Linked DNA regions of Zea mays: region 2 is linked to region 1. Evidence: chromatin contacts called from public Hi-C data. All regions are on one chromosome and are shown on one strand. The core of a region is the stretch at or near the end of the contact, and the rest is flanking DNA. Distances in the headings are between cores, read along the strand shown. Region 1 has its middle 16 kb from the start of LOC541805. Region 2 holds the start of LOC100284909.

The links. A called contact is a pair of places that touch in the nucleus more often than the background predicts.
Region 2: a Hi-C map of endosperm shows a contact between it and region 1, with 3 times the contacts expected there. The contact joins the promoter of LOC100284909 here to the enhancer-like site in region 1. A contact is called at or near these places in 3 of 25 Hi-C or Micro-C datasets (ear, endosperm and leaf).

The regions. Positions count from the first base shown.
Region 1 is chr7:38,039,582-38,042,501 of Zm-B73-REFERENCE-NAM-5.0, forward strand. No RefSeq gene overlaps it. Among protein-coding and RNA genes, the nearest start is that of LOC541805, 16 kb to the left of the region's middle. Within about 2 kb of position 1,565, at least 18 of the 20 cell types and tissues checked have an H3K27ac peak or open chromatin away from gene starts, as enhancers often do. A contact at or near this core is called in ear, endosperm and leaf, where this site is marked.
Region 2 is chr7:38,165,901-38,168,820 of Zm-B73-REFERENCE-NAM-5.0, forward strand. It overlaps LOC100284909, which reads right to left and starts at 1,403. Exons shown (of 2, transcript NM_001157804.2): 1 at 727-1,403. The coding sequence starts at 1,228.

The sequences.
Region 1 (2,920 bases), core at 315-2,814:
GCCTTAGCTAGCTGAAAGGTACACTTTTTCAATATGAAATGGCAGGAGAGCAGTTTGGTGCTGATGTGCCTTTGGCACCTTCGTTCGAGGATAGTGACAACATTGGCATTGAAGAGGATAGCACTACCATACGTCCTACGAAGCCAAGCCATATGGACTTCAGCAAATCTAAGATCAAAGGAGGACATATTGAGGTACTTAACTGCTTTGGCTATATTGACAATGTTGATTGGTGTGGCTAGGAGGTGATGGTTTAGTGTCGAAGCCAAGAGAGGATGAAGTTGTTGCGTTTCGAAGTTTTCTGAAGGTCGGGCTTACATTTCCTTTGCATAAGACGGTAGTTGCAATTTTGAACGGGTTTAACATATACCTTCATCAACTCACCCCAAACGCTATAGTGCATCTAGGAATTTTCATTTGGGCTGTATGGAGTCAAGGGGTTGGACTTGATGTCGAAGCTTTCTGCAAAGCCTTCAGTCAAATGTTAGTAAAAACTAAAACCAAGTTAGGATGAGAAGATAGATGGAGAGAGAACTCTTCTCTTGATTGCTACTTTAAGATGTGTATTAAACTTAGGAGCAATATTGCAAGAGAATGGAGAACCCAAGAAGATAGTATCGCATAAGTAAATGGACAAGTGACACAACCATTTTTACCGTGGTTCGACCAACGCCTACTCCAGGTTGTGGTGACCTCCTTTGGTCAAGGGTTGCACTCAACCCCTCTCAAGTGATCCAAAGATTAAACTTGAGTGCCACATATATCTTCCTTATATCAAAATCATGTTGTGAGGAATCTTTATAAATTGGAGTCTATCACGTCTTACACAATTGATTACAAACAAAATCAGAGAATGGTGTGGACAAGCGACAGAGTTAGAGCTCAAGAACGCGCTCAAATATTTCTCTAGCAAAACAATGGTGTGGTCGCAAGGATCCGGAGTTATAGTGTGCTTAAAGAGTGTGTCTAAAGAGCTAAATGTAAAATAAAACTCAAGACATGTATTTTGATAAAGACGCTGTGTCTTGGCTTTATTTTCGAGACATGAGACTAGTTGATTGGTCAATTTAATTTATTGAATACTCTTATCTATATAATGGATATAGTAAGACACAGGGTTTAGACACCTACATTGTATTATATTAGCCGTGTGTTACACTGGAGTACCGTGCGACAGCGTCACCAGCGGAAAGAAGCGTAAAGCGTCGGTCGGTCGGTCAGTGAGTCATGTAACCACCACGCAACCCAGCTGCACACGCGAACATGGACGCCGATGCCGAGGACGAGGAGGAGCGGACGCCAAGACAAGAGAAAGAAAGGCTAGAAGCAGCTCACTCCCACTACTATAGAGACTGTGGTGGTTAGTTACCCGGAATAATTGGCGACGTATCCACCGCGCTGATGGATGTCCTCACGACACGAGCGTAGCTGAGAGTCGGCAGGTAGAGGCGTGTATGATGCATTGATGATGACGAGTTGACGGGCGCGCGGGGGGAGGAGTAGGATGAGAGGAACGCACCAACCGACGGGCGCCGGGGGAGCTGAGCTGATCCTGATCGGTATCATGACAAAACGGGCGGTAGGTAGGTGAGGTGTCCGTCGTCGTCGTGCTCATCTATCTATCTCTCTTGGTTCCGTTCCGTGGGCAGCGAGCGCCACGCCCGCGCACGCGCGCGGCAGCCCCGCCGGCCGGCCGCGCTAACTGATGAACTGCAGCCGAGCATAGCCGATTGGCACCTAACAACTACTCCTAATCGATTTTCATTAATCGGTAGTCGATCGCTCGTGCTAGGATGGTGGGCCCAAACCATCTACCAAAATTAAGGTGTGGTTACGGAGGGGGAGGAGGGTTAATATTCGACGACGACGACGATATGGTGCTTCGTGCCGTTAGGGTTCTTCATTAAACTAAATGAGATTTCTTTTTCGGCTTTAGACAAGAGGAAATTAACGGTCGATAAAAGCTCCTTATTGATTTGCCTTTCTTTCTTTTGTTTTTTGTTTGGCGGAGGAGCGGTTTCAAGAAAGACTCTAATGAATGAATAACTAGTCCTGAGTCCTGACAAGGCAGACGCATCGTCGAAATGCAAGTCTCCGTCCGATCCATAATAATGTGAAGGATCAATTAATACGTACTAGCAGGTAAGCAATCTTATCAGACACTCTAGACGCGAGCGACACCGAGCGAGGAAGCAGTAGCAAAGGGAAACGGGATTACGGACGGCAGTCGCGTGCTGCGATACGGTCCCGCGACAGAAACATGTGTTGGGTGGGTCCCTGACTGAGTGGGTCTCGCTCGGAGACACTCCTAGTTAATAATAACAATTGGACGCAAAACGCTCTGTTTCCGTTGCGATTTAATTTTTTTTTTTAAAACAATTGTTCGCACGACGTGATCCCCCGACCAACCGGCTGTAGACTGGACCCAACCCAACTGGTACGCGTACTACCGCACGCGCGCGATTGGCCGGGGATTCATTGCGGCGAATCATGCAAGGTTCAGGTGGCCAAACAAACAACCCCCCCCTGGTTTCATTTCCCCCCTCCGCTAGCTTAGCTTCGCTACGCTCGTGCAATGAACCACTAGTACCACCAGCGCATGACGACATCGCTGCTTCCCTCGAGTTCCGCTGGATTTATACAAGAACAATGGCATCTAGATGTAGCTGTAGCCGCTCTAGATAGATCTAGTCTCTACAGCCACACAGGCTCGTCACTGCATCTCTGTGCCAAGCCCCCACCACAACTTCACAAGGACCGTCCCGCCGACACTTTGCCTTCTCGCACGCCCTCCTACGGACCCTCAATCATCAGAGTGTGGGCTACTATAACACGCTGCTGTTAATGCCAGTCAGTCCTCTAATACTATACTACTCAGAGTAGACGTCAGTGTTGTTTTGGAAGGAAGATGGTGACATTC
Region 2 (2,920 bases), core at 153-2,652, 130 kb after region 1:
TTGCTCCATCCCAAGGCTGCATATACCACTTTCCAAAATGCATCTTTTACACAGAACAGATGCAACGAGTAGGTCATGATACCATTGCCAAGGGAACAAGGCACCTACGTCTATGTGCTAAACACTTTAGTGCTTTAAACAGAAGTAGCTTGAAAGTGTTTTTTTTTCATGTTTTCATCTGACAATCAGATGGTTACAGCCACACATATTGTAATGAGAAATTGACTGCAGTTGTTGAACTGCAATGTCCAGGGTGTTTCCAATTTCAGAAAGAGACGTGAAATAGCTGCCCCTTTCAATGTGTTCAGCGGCTCAGAAATTTTCGTAGCTAGGTGTTGCTTTCAATGTGTTCAACGGCTCAGATATTTTCTTAGGTTAAAATTCATTCTTACTTTTGTAGAAACAATTGAAGAAACAGTGACATATGATGCCAGACAACTAGAGAAATACAGCCAGATTTCCTGCTGCAAATGTTTCATTGTTGGGAACATTGATGATCACAAGTTTGCTTATGAATTGAAGATAATTCACCCAGATGGAGATGCAGACAATTGCAGCTTATTCGGAAATACTGAATGAAATGCACATAATTTCACGACGAGCATCATTCACATCATAATTCCCTTTCCTCCAACTCCAACATTACTGGAGTCGCACGAACATAATAAGAAAATAAAACGAGAAATAAGCGGGGGAAGGGGAGCAAAAAAGGGATCGGCTGTGTACCTCCAAGGGAGATGTAGGGTATGCGGTGGGCGCGGCCGATGTAGACGGCATCGGAGAGGACCCCGAAGAGCGGCTTGGCGACGAGCGGGAGGCTCCCAGCGTTCTGCAGGAGTTGCAGGCCGGCGGGGCTGAGCCCCATGCCGCGCGTGAGGTGGAAGTTGAGTGCCAGCCACGGGAAGCAGCGGAACCCCTGCACCCAGTACCCGACCCCGCACACCCACCACACCCGGCGCATCTCCCGCAGCGCCCCGCGCCGTTTGGCCGCGGGCGTGAGATGCACGGGCGTGGGCGCGGGTGGCGTGAGTGTCGGCGCGGCCGATAAGTCCAGGAACTGGGCCAGCCCGCGCTTCTGCCGCCGTTCCTCCGGTGTCGTCGGCATCCGGAGGCATAGCGTGACGCCGATGCAGCGCGCGTTCCTGCACGTGGCGGCGGCGGGTCGTGCGGTCGGGCTGCGGGGGAGGTGGAGGTGAAGGTGCGGTGCGCACAGCGAGAGGCAGAGCATGGTGCCGGCGTCTCCCGTCGTCCGCGCGGCGGCGGGCGGGTAGAGGGGGCAGGAATGCGGAGGCGACTTGAGCGGAGCGGGATGGTGTGTGCGGGCTTGTGGTGGGGAGGTTAAGGTGGTCCGGCGGGGCTTCGGGGAGGGAGATACGGAGAGACTTCTGGAAGACGAGAACGGCCGCGCGCAGCTTCGGGGGTTTTTTTTTCTTCTTTTTTTTCTGTCTTTTGGTGCCCAACTGCCCATGCCTTGTGGGCTCTGGACTGTAGTGGCCTGGTGGGGACGCTGGGACGCACCCCGCCTCTCGTGAAGCATTCTTGGCCTCCGATGCCGATTGTTTCATTTCCACAGGATGTTTGAACGGGGTGTGTTTATACTAGGAGTACATTCTTAGTATCTTGATGTGTTTCTGATTCAAAGAAGTAAAAAGATAAACTAAAAACCTTCTATCTGCCCCCTGCTTTTCGCATCCTAGCTGCTTTTCATTGTTCAACTTAGGCGTTGGCTCGTTTTTTAGCCAATCAACAAACAAACTCTAGGGCTGGCGTCACACGATGCAGGGGGCGTTAGAGTCCTCTCTGTGTGAGTGTGGACTGTTCGCGACTGCGTAGAGAGTTTCGGTCTTCTGCGCATAGACCGTTCACGTATGAGCGACGGAAAGTACGCGAGGCGCGCAGAGGGCTTCTTGGATCTTTTGCACCTGAATCTCGCTATCCGGAAGGGATCCATTAGGGAGAAAATATCATAGGGTTGTCCTGTGGTCGGCAGGTCACCCAAAACATATCTAAACGACGTAAAGTCGAGGAGATGTGAAGACTGCAGATGAGAAAGACTAATCTAATTAGGTGGTGCCTCAATCGGTCGTACCTCTTTATATTTATAGGGGAGGTCTGGACCCGTTCCTAGGTGCATCCCAACCGATTCCCACGCGATGAGTTGAATAAGCACGCGCGAGGAAAAGGACTCTCGCCCGAATTAATCTAATCGCGGACCGTCTGGGGCTAGCTCGTCTAGCCGTGCCAAATGTCAAATATGGTGCTCAACACATGCCTCCTACCTTTTGGATAAGCTTAAGCGAACCAAAAGCACCTAGTACAAGTTGTAAACAACTCGATGTGAATCTATCGGTTCTCTAAGCATCTTACCATATACTAGGATGATATCACTTTAGAAAGCGATCATTCAATGCATTGGGCAACTTATCTCCTTGCACCGTTTGTAATGTGTTACCAGAGATCACCTGTGTAACTTTATAAGGCCCTTCCCAACATGGGGACCATTTGCCAAACTTCCAGTCCATCCATACTCCTTAATGGCAAGATTGTCTTTTAAACTAGATCTCCAACCTAAAAAGTCTTAGCCTTTACCTTATTGTTGTAAGCCTTGGCAACTATGATCTTGTCTTTCTCAATCTCCTTTAGAGCCATCAACCTCTTGTCGATCACCAAATCAATACTATCCATCATTAGATCATGGTAGTCACCAACATCTTGATCATTTAGACTAGTAAACCTGATAGCATGCAGGCTAATCTCTATAGTTAAAATAGCTTTCTGTCCATACATGTCGTGGTTTCGGAAGCCAAGGGACAATAAGATTTGTGTTCGGCAGGGGTGCAAGTTTAGACGAAATGGTCTTGGCCTTTGTTTGAATGGCCTAAAATCAGGTTTGATGTGTAACTGATGCTCAACTAGCTCT